2 separate regions of the Sus scrofa genome follow, and region 1 is linked to region 2. The links are chromatin contacts, called in public HiChIP or PLAC-seq maps. All regions are on one chromosome and are shown on one strand. Each heading gives the region's core, a stretch centred on a gene start, on an enhancer-like site or on the middle of the called end of the contact. The rest is flanking DNA. Distances are from core to core; before and after follow the strand shown. Region 1 has its middle 640 kb from the start of QKI. Region 2 has its middle 330 kb from the start of PDE10A.

Region 1 (6,750 bases), core at 3,994-6,493, 790 kb after region 2:
GATTGCTGGCTGTATTTGTTTTCATCTGCACCATCTTTGTCCTGGGTAACTGAAATAACTTCTTAACTGGTCTTTCTTCCGACCCGAAAAACAGAGGGAACGTTTTGGAGCAAATTATGGTCAAACAGCCAGTAAGCGATCAGGACATGTCTTTTCTGGAAGTCCTGGGACAGAGACTAAAATCCACACATATGTGACCTTGAATCTTAGAATATTCAACAGCCAGCTGTTGGGGCCACCTCTCCACTAATGACCTTCCAAGATTCAGGGTCACATAAATGTAGGTTTTAGACCTACATCTTCCTCCTGCCCTTTGGCCTCACTTTGTACAACTTTCCCCTGCCTGCCTCTTCTTCTTTGAAATGCCAGTCTGCTGATGCCATCAGGACCATTGCCAGAATGTTCTATCTCAGCTTTCACCATAATCCAATCCAAACGTCACCTCCTCAGTGAAGCCTTCCCTGATTACGCCACCCAAAGCAGTTCCCTGCCCAGGGCCAGCGTCCTGTGTGTGGGACCAGCGCGGGTACGGGAGCCCCAGGCTCGGAAGGGGCCTGTGCTCAGCTTAGGGTTCGATGCGGCCGTCTTGAAATCCATGAGAGCTTTTGAACAAGGGCCTACATTGTTCTTTTTTGACAGCAGGTCCTGAAAACTCTGTTGCCAGTTCCTCCTGTGCTCCAGGTTGCATCATCCCATTCAGTTTTCTCTGTTGGCACTTCCATTATTCAAAGTGATCCCTTTGTTAATCTGTTTACTGACCTTTCCCTTCTCCAAGACGTGAGCTCCAGCAGAGCAGTAACTTTGCCAGCCTGGCTCAGTCCCGTGCCTCCAGCCCCTGGCACAGGGCCAGACAGAGGTTGAGTCTCAGTAAGCACAGAGTGAATTAATGACTCAGGCAGAGCACTAAAAATACAGCCGGGAGTCCGAAAAACATGGAAAGAAGTCAATGCTAGCTGGGCTTTGTGCCACGGCTTCAGACTCATTTCCCCACTGATGTGCGATCCTGACTAATGACTTGTGCGCATGACCCCTGAGAGTCAACCCCTCACCACAGGTGAAGATCCAGAATAAGACGTAAACACCGAGGGCTAGCCTGCCCCACCAGGGGTCTCATCCAAGCACTGCTTCCAGCCACCCCCGCTCCCGGCGTCGTGGAATCCCAGTGGTGTCCAGAGGGGTCCTTCCTCCTGCCTTTGTGGGCCTCCAGGAAGTGACCTCAGCCCTGCTCCAGCCCTGGACCAGGCTGGCCTGGCCGCGGCAGCCTTCCTAGGTGGAATGTTGGGACAAAGGGAAGTTCTACCGGGCCTCCTGAGAACGTCCCTCCTAGATGTTCAGAAGGGCTCCTGCAAGGTACTCTCCGCCTCTGCACACTGTCTGCCCTAAAACGGGCCTCAGAACCATTAAATCCTAGCTCCCCACCAGCCCAGGGGTAAAAGCATCAGTGGAAGAGAGGCCAGTGGAGGAAAGGCAGGGCCAGGAGCTGCCTGCTGTTGGAGACACTGAGCAAACTTGAAACCTGCCAAGTGCAGAGGACTAGTTTCCCGCTTAAGCTGGTTTGTTCCAGTTCTCTGTTATTTGGAGGCTGCAGCGTCTGAACTGCTTTGTAATTATCGCTTTTCTACAGAAAGAGAACATCAGTGAAATAGGTCTTCATTTGCATTTGCCATATACCCTCTCCTATGTTCAAGAATATGCAGTATTTGGAGTTCCCGCTGTGGTTCAGCGGTACATGCCCGACGAGTATCCATGAGGATGCAGGTTCCATCTCTGGCCTCACTCAGTGGGTTAAGGACCCGGCATTGTGGTGTGCTGTGGAGTAGCTTACAGACGCAGCTTGGATCTGGTGTTGCTGTGGCTGTGGTATAGGCCAGCAGCTACAGCTCCTATCCTACCCCTCACCTGGGAACTTCCATATGCCATGGGTGTGGCCAAAAAAAAGTATTCAGTAATGAAATTTACTTTTCCAAAAATTTCACTATATTCATGTTTGAAAACAGAGACTTTAGCCTTTTATTGTACGTCTGCACATAATGACCATCAAGACGGATCTTACATCAGAGGGTCTCTGTCAAGAAGCCAGGACTGACTGGTTGTGCTTAGACAATGAACTCTTGTGTCTGGGATCACAGCCCAGCCCCACCCCCTCCTCACCTGGGACGAAGTCAAAGGTCATGAGTTCTCTGCACCTCCCTGGCTCCTGGGCTATGATAGGAACAATTGCACTAACCCTGACCTTGGAAGCTGATTATGAGGATTCAGTAAACTGGGGCCATGCTGGTGTGAGGTTCACTGGTTCAGAGACACTCCTTGTCGCCGATGCATCCACCAAGAAAGAAGAAGGTACATAGTCAGTCTCTACCCACGAGATCGTAATCACCTTTGGGAGATGATCATTGTTTGCAGAAAGACACAAGGCGCAGATTAGCATGAACTGCAAGCGCAGTGGATGTGAGAAGAGGAAGCACCTGCCAGGGCAGAGGCAGCAAGAGCTTCTGGTGAAGATGGGCAGAGGTGGGCGGGGAGAGGACGACCTGGACCTGCGAGGGGACCCTGATGCCGCCCACGGAAGCCAAACAGGAGGCACAGAGGAGGGAAAACTCAGGGCCTCCATGGTCGTTGGCGGGAGTGGTGTGGAGGGCCTTACACCAAAGGGTTTAGCAAAGCGGAGTAAGAAGGCACCTAAGAGAGGCAGGAATGGGAACTTCACAAAAGAGTCAGCCTTGGAACGGTCTCCAGAAGGCAACAAGGAAACAAAGCAAAAAGCTTTAAAGAACATTTCGTTTAATTTTGAGACAGATAAAAAGAAAAAAATAATAAGGATGAGAGGATAGAATCCCGAAGGCAAAAAGACCATTAAAGAGATATTTCAAATGTTCTGGTTTGAGAGAGTGAACGTGGACTGATAGGGGCTTCGGTACAAGGATGATAAAGATGGTGATAAAACATTTCCACCTTCTCTCCCTCTCCCATGCTCATCTTCAAACTAACGGCTAATACTTTTCACTCTAGGGGTTAGACGAAAACACAAAATTTGAGAAAACGTCAATGTTAGGAAAAAAATAGGAAAAGAAAAAAAGTCGGCTTAGAGCTCTTCCAACCACAAGAGGGCGCTCCCGGACCCAGGAGCAGAGCTGGGGGGGACTGAGCCCGGATCATTAACGGAACTAGCGGGAGGGCTGCCCAGAAGTCCGGTCTGAAAGGGGTTACCTGGGCAGTTACAACGTGGAGACAGCCTCTGGCCTTTACCTGTGCCCTGTGACATCCACATGATCAATCCTAAGACCCGGAAAGGCACTGAAGGCTTACAAACTTAAGTACTCCCACTCTCGGTAGCAAGTCAGGATTCAGCCTCTCCAGTAAGTGGCGGATGCCCCGCAGGCAAAGCAGGAATGTCCTGATGGATCCCCAAGATTGCAGCATAGGATGCTTTCCTCCTGGGAGCTCCACTCAGCAAGGGGATTCCGCCCTACGGCAGCTGGTGACACAGGTCCGGCCCGACCTCCATTGCCCGACGTGCCCAACCAACTGGGAGAGCGCCAGGGTGCCCAAGATAAAAATAGGATGTTGCCGTGGAGCGCTGGACAGGCTGGCAGATGACACAGGGCCTTGGGAGAGCCTGGAGCCCTGCCCAGAGGCCGTCCTCGCCCTCTGCCGGCCTCGACAAGGGGAGGGGAGTTGGAGCTTCACAGGGAGTCCTGCCAGGAAAGGGCCGCGAGGCAGGGGAAGGGTGGGGAAATCATTTTCCTGTGAGTCAAAGGACAACAGCTGTCACCACGGAGGGAGAAGAGGTGGAACACTGGGTCCAAGCCTTCTCTGGAGCAGTGGCAGCTGAGTCAAAACAAGCAGTCAGAAACATGAGGCCCTTAAAAATACAGTAATTCATGCTACATCAAAGCAGTGATTAGCACAGCTTCCTGGCTGTCTCTCTGTTTATTTATGGTACATTACACATTTTAATGCTATTTTCATAAGGTATTTCAGCTGCCACGGTGCCATATTTGGGAGACAAAAGTGCCTAAGAAGTGCTGCAATTATCGGGCACCCACCCCCAGCCATCCATGAGTCTGGTGTCAACCACAATGACCACTACTTCCCCAAAGGAGAAACAGAAGAGAGAGTGTCCCCATGCAGCCTGCAGGAAGACAGGATGGAAGAGGACGCGGGAGCTGGGAAGAGGGGAGGGCACAAAGGCCAAGTTCATCTTGATTCGTCTCTTGTGGGGAAAGAGGTCAACTTTGAAGTCTTCCTTGAGATACTTCTTTTATTAGGTCATAGGACCCAGTCATCTGTTGGGGATTGCTCACCCAACTCTGGAAGCCAACAGCCCTCTCCGCAAACCAGCTTTATTTTAAATACACTTGAGTTCATGCCAGTGTCCGGGTGGGAGCTGGGAAAAGTGAAAAGCTGCTGGAAATTTCCTCACTCCTCCCCGTGACTTTCTTTCTTTTAAAGAAGGGTGGGGCGAGCATGAGTCCACTTAGGGAACAGCTCCATTCACCTCATATCAAATAGACAAGAGGCATCCCTCCCGCAGGTAAATTTAATAACCGTTTCCTCCAAGTCTGACTTCTCCTTACGATCAACCCCCGAAAAATGCAAGTCGGTGAATGTGTGCCATGGAATATGTCATCTCGGTGTTCAGAGATAAAGCGGGGGGGACAAATAAGAGAAGGTCAGGACAGCGAAGGAAAAAGACTCAGCCCTCACTGGCCCTGGGTCGGGTAACTCAGGAGAGCCGACGGGCGCCTGAGCTGAACCTTCACAACCCACCACGTGGATGCCCAAGAGGCTGCTTTCCGACGGATGAAGGTTCAATGTCATGTCAAGACAGCACTGCATTCATTGTCGAAGTTTCTATTGAAAACTGATTCCTTTGCCGATGTTGTTAATGTTTATGAAATGCTGGAGACGGGCGAGCTTCCAAAAGCAATTCATAGCCGGTTTCCCTGATTTTATGTCTGAGGCCACTGTCCTGTGGCCCTTCCCTGGATTTATCTTTAGGGCCCTTGGATTTATCTGAGGACTGGTCTCCTCACAAAAGTTTCCAACACCAGTGCCAACAGTCTCGGGTGTTGGAACTGGGTGTCTAGGAACTGGCTTCAGCCTGAAACGCATCTCACACAGACCACTTAAGAGCCATCTCAAGATAACTCCGGTCAGAATTTAACCAGCCACCTACAAATAAAGCACATCCCATGACTCTACTCTGAAGGCATTTGATTCTCCAAAGCCTCTTATTTCCAACAGTTGCATCAGCTGTAAACATACACCACACACTGGTGTTTGGTGAGTCAGGCCTCAGCAAAGAGCAGTGTCTTTTTCTGTATTTCTAAAGTTAAATTAGTTTGACTTTGAAGCATAAACTCACCAAAACAAAAGCTCAGGGACGTGTAGGTTTTGGTTGCTCTCCTAATCCTAATAATAACAGCCAACATTTAATAAGTGTCAGGCACGGCCTGTTCTAAGCAGCATCCAAGTGGGGTTTCAGTTAAGCCTCACAGCGCTCTCAGGTAGGAACATTGAGCCGAGAGACAGTGGCCCAGTAATTTGCTGAAGACCGTGTGGCAGTAAACAGGGGAGCCAGAAGCTGAGCCCGGACAGGCTGCGGGAGGGCCCCTGTTATCCACCGTGTGCTCCTCCCTGGGTCTGGGTGCATTTAACCTGGCGGAGGTCCCCGGGTCGCCTCTTTATGCATGAGGGCACGGCCCCGCTTCCTTGACAAGACAAACTGATTTCAAGAGAAAGCAAGTCCTTTTCTACCTCTTAGCAAGTTAAGGCAGCTCAGGAGCCAGGACATTCCTTGTTCAATTGGGGATTGTCATTGTTGCTGTGTCATCTCCATTTGTTTCATGGGTGGTGCTGCTTCTGCCCGAAACCGGAGCACTATGTGGGTTAAAATGTGCTCCCAAACGTTGATGTCAGATTCACACCACGGCGTCAAAGACCAGAGCCGGGGAGGTGTGGGTGCTGGTTCAGGTCCTGGTGCGGGAGGCGTCTGCTCTCCACCGTCTGCGTCCAGAAGTCTCATCGAAGCCAGGAAACACGGTTACCGTGTGGAACGCGGGAATCCACGGTGAGTTCCTGGCAGGAAAGGCCTTCTAAGCAGAGAAGTAGAAGGCATTTCCTCCAAAGTACCAGGGCTCCCAGGAAGCCTCTGGAGCTTCGTGCTGTTGGGATAAAGGGGGCCAAGGTGTAGGAGGCATTGCCGGGCCCCCTGGATGGTGCAGGGGTCGGGGGAAAAGCGGTGGGTTATTGATCTCACACACGCCTGAAGCTAGGAAGCCAGGTCCTGGGTGGGTCCCACCCGCCACTAGGGGGAGCCAGGGTTACGGGTGTCCGCCGGTTCTTAAGGTCACCAGACAGAGGAGAAATTCACTGCCACACAGCTGTCCTCACACCTTCACACATTCACACACAGCAAAGCCAACTCTGTTCCGTCTTTATGTGTGGGAGAGAGAGCGGTACGCGGGGGAGGATCCAGGACCCATCACCTCCGCAAGGGCAGCCCGCCTGGGGGGTCCATGCGAGCCAAACACCAGGGGCATGGCCTGTGGATTCCAGGAGGGCCGTTGCTCCCAGAGAGGGCGGAGGCTCACTTCTAAGTGACAGACAGACCAGCAGGCACACGGCAGTGAGGGACCTCGAGCTCGTAACTCAGCCACAACTAGGTCACCAGGAGCTCCAGGCTCCCCCACGAGGCAGGCAGCACTCAACTCCGGGAGTCTCTTAAATGACACTCAAGCCAAACTT
Region 2 (6,392 bases), core at 3,034-5,533:
AATGTTTATTTTTCAAATGGACTTAAATATAAAACTCTAAAATTTTATTTTGGTTCATTTTTACCAGGAAGAGTTGCCTTGCAATTGACTGACTATTGATGTCATATATGCCGTGTGTTCTACAACTAAATGATAGAGATCAGAAGGACACTGTGCCTTGGGCATCGATGTGAAAAAAAAGGCAAATTGCGATAAAACCAAAATGTCATTCGTGGTTGATGATAACATTTATCCGTGAGAAAAGTCATGAAGCCGTGGGAAGTAAGTACATGAAAAGATGCTTGATGCTGTTAGATTTCACGGAAATGAGAATGAAAACCACTGTGAGACACACCTTACAGAATGTCTTGCCTTGAAAAGAACCATCATGCAAGTGTTGATAAGGATGTGGAGGCCCTGGAACTCTCAGGCACGGCTGGTGTGATTGTACAACCAGGGGTCAGGCACGGCTAGTGTGATTGTACAACCAGGGGTCACTCTGGGAAAGCATTTGGCAGCTTCGCAAAAGTTGGAGCGTATGCCTTCCGCGTGACCTCCTCTTGGGTATTTACTCTGGAGCCTTGAAAGCCCACATCTATGCGAATATTTGTACACATGTTCACAGCAGTTTTATTTGCAATAGCCCCAAACGTATATATACTTAAATGACTATGAATAGATGAATGAATAAACAAAATTTGATATATCCCTACAATGGAATCCTATCCAACAATAAAAAGGAATGTGCTCTTGATACTGGCCACAATTGAAGGGAATCCTAAAATGAGGATGCTGAGTGAAAGAAGCAGAACAAAGAAAGGCTATATTGCATGATGTCACTTATACACAGTTCTCTAAGCTGCAAACTCTTCTCTAATGACCGACAGTGAGTGAGCAGTTCTTGGGAAAGGGGGTGAAATGCAGGAGCGGAAGGAAGGACTTCAAAGGGGCAGAAGGAAACTTTTCATGTGGTTTTCATTTCCAATCCTTGTTGGTGGTACATAAACCTGTCAAAATTCTCAAATTGTACACTTTAGCTATGCAGTGCTCTCTGTGTTAGATATAGCTCACCAAAGCTGGTAGAGATGCAAATAAACAAGTAATCTACTGGAGAATGTATTCTGCCTCCCCCAAGTAAAAAATAACAATCACTTTAGAAATTTACGGCAGGATAGAGTTCCCACTGCGGTGCAGCAGGTTTGGCTGCGTCTCTGGAGTGCTGGGGCACAGGTTCAATCCCCAGCCTGGCCCAGCTGGTTAAGGATCCCAGGAAGATTGTCGACTTTGGCTCAGATTTGATCCCTGGCCCAGGAACTCCATGTGCTGTGAGGTGGCCATAAAAGAAATAAACCATTTCTGGCATGACATTGTGCTGATCTAGAGTGATTTGCTCTCTGAGTTAGACCCACGGCCTGTTGAGCCTCCAGCCCCAGTGGCTCTGCGGCCCGCATGACTGATGTTTGCGAGGCATGGTGCTCCTGATCAGACGCTTCAGGGGCAGTGATTGCACGTCCTGGTTCGCTGCTGATATTGCTTTGTTCTTGGAGCCTAGTCAGTGATTCTGAATTGTTTGTTCCTCCCTGTGTGTACACACCACCCTCGCGGTTCTTCTAGTTTCTTTATGCGGTGTGTGCACCGCGAGTTCTGCCTGCTCCCAGTCTCAGTGTGGATGTATTTTATTAATGCTTTGAGCAGTGCTTGTGGTGCAGGGTGACGTCCTGCCTCTGTGACACGTGTCCCGCGAGGCCCCAGGCTGACTGAGGTCTTTAAGCTGTAAGGATGACAGCATCCTACATGCTGCTCTAATTGCCTCCAGCTATGGGATTCTACACCTGCACTAAGCACACCTCTCAGGTTTTGGTGCATGGTGCCATACCCAGTAAATCCTTTAGGAAGCAGGTGCTGTGTGAGTGGGCTATCATGGGGGAGGGACTTCACTGGACTTTGTCCTGCTGGGGTGAGGGGACAGCCAGGCCCTGAGAATACGTCATGAATCGTTGTCTGTGGATCTCTGCCATATGGCGCCCTGCCAGCAGCTTCCCTGGGGGCAGGCAGACACCCGAGCCTGAGGGCTTCCCTAGACGGCCGCCTGACCTCTCAGACGTGCAGAAGGGCACCAGCTCTCCTGAGACCAGATTTTAGGTAAGGCAGACAGAGCAGAAAGGTTGAAAGGATGGAGAAAAAAAAATGACAGAATGGACCTAGTTTTGTTTTATTTTATTATTTTGTCTTTTTAGGGCTGCATCCACTGCATATGGAGATTCCCAGGCTAGGGGCCTAATTGGAGCTGTAGCTGCCGGCCTACACCACAGCCACAGCAACACCAGATCTGAGCTGTGTCTGCCACCTGCACCACAGCTCATGGTAATGCTGAGTCCTTAACCCACTGAGTGAGGTCAGGGATTGAACCCTCAACCTCAAGATTCCTAGTCGGATTCGTTTCTGCTGCACCATGACAGGAACTCAACCTAGTTATATTTTAAAGCAGGATCTAAACATTACAGTGTCTTAGGTGATATGAAAGAGGCATACTGTTATATTTAGGATGTAGCCTTTCAGTTACCTCGAGAGGGAGGAGCTGGAGCTGTGGCCTGTGTGATGGGTGGGCCTTGTCTGATCAGTTGAGGTTTCCCAGAGAAGAAGGAATTTGACCTCAGGATCCCAACATCTGCTCCTGCCTGGGTGTCCAGCCTGCCCACCTGCCCCTTGGATTTTGGAATTGCCAAGCCCCACAGTCTCACAAGCCTATTCCTTAAACTAAGTCTCTTTCTCTCTATCTCATGTTGGTTGTTTCTCTGGAGAACCCTGACTGATACCATGTGGGAGAAAAGCCTTTAAAAACAGCAGAGGACGTTTTGATAGTTTGCGGGTAGAAAATTTACTTTTGGAGATTTTGAGTCACTTGCATCCTTTATGCTGACTCCGGGGACAGAGGCCCAGGCTGGGTCTCCCCTGCCCCCTGGCAAGTCTCTGCCTGGCTTTCTGGAACCCATGGGCTCTCCCTGCCATGGCCCTGAGGCTGGTGAGCAGAGGCATGATTTGGCTACACATGTGTCTTTGGGGGCACTCCCCCCGCCCCAATATTTAAAGAGCTTTCCTTGCAATCCTTGCAATTAGAATCTGCGACAATTCCGGATCCTGATGCAGCAGTGGGTGAGCTGTTGGGTTGGGTGGGTCTGTCCCGGGCATTCGTTTTGGAGGAATGTGTCGTGAAGCTTCTCTCTAAAGGATCTACTGTCATACTGGCTTTTGCTGGAAGCAGGACATGGCACCAAAAGGACCCTTCTTCTGATGCCACATGAAATGCAGACTTCTTTCTGTTTTCTCAGCGCCTGGGGAGAGCCGGCACTGGGTACTCCCTCAGCCTTTGGATTCGGTGGTCTGGAGTCACTCTTGGTCCATATCCCTAAAGCTTTGATCTTTCCAGTTTCCACGCAAATTTTACATCTTTTCCGTACGCTTTGTTTTTCTCACTAAGGGCTAGATTCAGCCTTTGATAAATTCTCATTTGCAGAAGGGGAGCAGAAGGAGAAAGAAAGCACTGGGGCTGTTATTAAAAAAAAAATCAGGTTTTACTCTGTCTCTTTATCATGTGATCATTTTGAAGTTTGAGGAGTCACACACACACACACACACACACACACACGCGCACACGCACATTTCAAGCGTGAAAAGAATTTGAATTAAATCAGGCACCACGGGAAGGGATGGAACTCAGAGAGGCACTCTGAGGGCTGTGACAAGCCTTTTCTTTATTCTCTTGAGCTAATTGTGTCACTTGACACACTGCATCAGGCATCGTGAAATTCTGACAGGCTAATTTGAGCTTGTGGTTCCAATGAAATGTACATAAGGCACTTGTTATATTTAGTGACAATCAGTGTCATTTTCTGTTTAAAAGCCGTCCGCTGATTTGGTTGCCTCCGAGTGCAGGAGCCCTCTGGAGGGAGGTAAAGACCGAAGGCTGGACCCGATCTTGGCTGCTTAGAACGACCCTGGGGCAGGAACTGGGAGAACTCCCGGTAGTGACTCACTCTGGCGTTTGACAGGAAAATGGGCTCAGCCTTGTCTTTCACCTCTACCAGGCTGGATCTTACAGATTCTGAGCAGCAGCGATTCAAAGGGTGATTTCCTTTAGTTCCAAGTCCGATGTGTGGCTCTAGGTGGAAATTTGAAGCTAATTCCATATGGATTTGAGGAAACCCTAAGTGTGAGAAAAAAATAAATACAAGGAGCAGGAGAACAGGATCTATTCTGCCAGTAGGTGGCAGTGCCCAGCCAAGCAGAGCGCGGCTTCCCGATTGGCCTGTCACAGGGAGCCGAGCGTTGTATCAGATTTCCCTTTGGCGCAGAAGGTCAAGTCCAGGGTGAGTCTTTGAAAATGCCGCACGCATGCCGGCAGCAACCAGGACTGACCCTTAAAAAAAAAAACAACCTCAGGAACGAGGTGGCTAAAGAGAGTACCCAAGCAGTGTCCCCGCTGAAATAAAGTCTGAGGTCATGGGTCAAAAGAGGCACACAGATCTGGGCTGTTTAGTCCATAGAGTGGTCACTTTCATTAGGTGACGGGGAGTTTCATTTCCCTGTAAAAAAAGAAAGTCACGGGAAAATAATTTTTTAGACTGCTTATCTCTCAGAAAGATGACGAAGATATTCTAAATAATGCATGTCTTCTAAACCTTGTGCATCCCCCCCCCAGCCCCCCCAAGGAATCTCAGGGCTGGAACAGCGAGGATTGGAGCAGGTCAAGGTAGTATGTAATTACAGTGCCAGATGGGAGACTGTTTCTGCCAACCACGATTCTAATTTAGTCCTTCCCTTTATCCAGCACTAAATTGACTCTACTTAATAGAGGCAGCCACACACTGCCAAGATCACCACTGCCTGTGGAGCATTCTGATTTGTACCTGACTTGTAACCTTTCAGAAAAGCCACAGTTTTAGATTGGATGAAAAACGAAATAGCAATATTATAAGAATAACTAAGTTCCAAAGAGACTGCAGAGGATTGAAACGGTAGAAACTAGACTGAATTGGTACCCAGATCCTGTCAAACCTTAACTGGGGGACGTGAGATGATGTCCCAGTTGGTAAAGCTGTGTTTCTAAGCTGTCGTTTCCTTAATGTCGAGCCCGGACTATCCCAGCAAGACTTTTTTGGCTCAAAAATCTTTATTGAGCCAATTTAGTTCCCCCTTACCGAGAATGATTATCAGCTAAAGCTGTCGTAACACCCTTTCCCCCAAATCGCTGTCGTTTCTGGGCAATGAAATATAATCAAGTCAGAGGTGTGCTATTTTCTAAAACAGTGGTCCAGCCATGAGGACCTGGGGATCTGGCTTCTGTCCAGAGAGGTGTGTCACTTCCCTTTTGTTAGTGGGAAGTTATGGACAGAAACGTAGGAAAGAGGTCTTAAAAACTGGAGAGAGAAGGAGAGGGAGAGAGAGTGGGAGGGAGAGAGAAGAGGGAGGGAGAGAGAGGGGGAGGGAGAGAGGGACTGGGAAGGAGAGAGGGGGAGGTAGAGAGGGAGAGAGGAGGGAGAAGGGAGAGAGAGATGGGGGGAAGGGGAAAGAGAGGGAGAGGGAGGGGGAGGGAGAAAGACGGGGGATAGAGGGGAAGGGAGAGGGGGGAGGGAGAGAGGGAGGGAGAGAGAGAAGGGGGAAGGGGAGAGGGAGGGGGAGGGGGAGGGGGAGGGAGAAAGATGGGGAGGGGAGGAAGGGGAGGGGAGGAAGAGGGGGATGAAGAGGGGGGAGGGGAGGAAGAGGGGAAGGGAGGAAGAGGGGGAGGGGAGGAAGAGGGGGAGGGGAGGAAGAGGGGGAGGGAGGGGAGGGAGAGGGAGACGGGAGGGGAAGGGGAGAGGAGGGAGAAAGACGGGGAGGGGAGGAAGGGAGGGGGAGGAAGAGGGGGAGGAAGAGGGGAGGGGGGAGGGGGGAAGAGGGGGAAGTGGGGGGGAGAGAGATCTGGAGAATCCAAGTATGGTAGATAAACAGCTCTGCACTGAGCAACACAATTTTGTGAAGCGCTTATTTTATTGGGCTTATTTTATTCTTGCCAGAGTGACCAAGTCAGAGTCCTTTGGAGGCAATTATGGCAATTTTCCAAAGGGAATTTAGCCTTGGTCAATTTTGTAAACTCCAGTAGCTACATTCTTCATTATTACTCATTTGCCCTCACAAGTTAATGCTCCTTTGCTGCAAACCTCAGAATTCCCTCATTCCTAATGCATGCGACTACTGCTCCAGGCAAAGCTCTTACTTACCCTAACTTCCTCCGTGCAAAGAGCTGGACTCAGCGCAGGAAGCTCTGCCTTCATCCCAGGTCCGTGTGTTTTGCTAGTTCCAGGTTCCTTTCCTAATCTGGACCTGGCTTACTTCTGGAGCATCCTTTTCACGTTTCTGGACGCCCTGGGAAAGGA

Evidence for each region. HiChIP or PLAC-seq counts read pairs in DNA pulled down with a chosen protein or histone mark.
Region 1: a contact with region 2 is called in an H3K27ac HiChIP or PLAC-seq map of skeletal muscle, with 5 times the contacts expected there. The contact joins two enhancer-like sites. A contact is called at or near these places in 4 of 47 Hi-C or Micro-C datasets (embryonic fibroblasts, liver and skeletal muscle) and 1 of 2 datasets of contacts at active chromatin or transcription factors (skeletal muscle).

The regions. Positions count from the first base shown.
Region 1 is chr1:4,243,833-4,250,582 of Sscrofa11.1, forward strand. No RefSeq gene overlaps it. Among named protein-coding and RNA genes, the nearest start is that of QKI, 640 kb to the right of the region's middle. Within about 2 kb of position 5,244, at least 15 of the 83 cell types and tissues checked have an H3K27ac peak or open chromatin away from gene starts, as enhancers often do. A contact at or near this core is called in skeletal muscle, where this site is marked.
Region 2 is chr1:3,450,863-3,457,254 of Sscrofa11.1, forward strand. No RefSeq gene overlaps it. Among named protein-coding and RNA genes, the nearest start is that of PDE10A, 330 kb to the left of the region's middle. Within about 2 kb of position 4,284, at least 8 of the 83 cell types and tissues checked have an H3K27ac peak or open chromatin away from gene starts, as enhancers often do. A contact at or near this core is called in skeletal muscle, where this site is marked.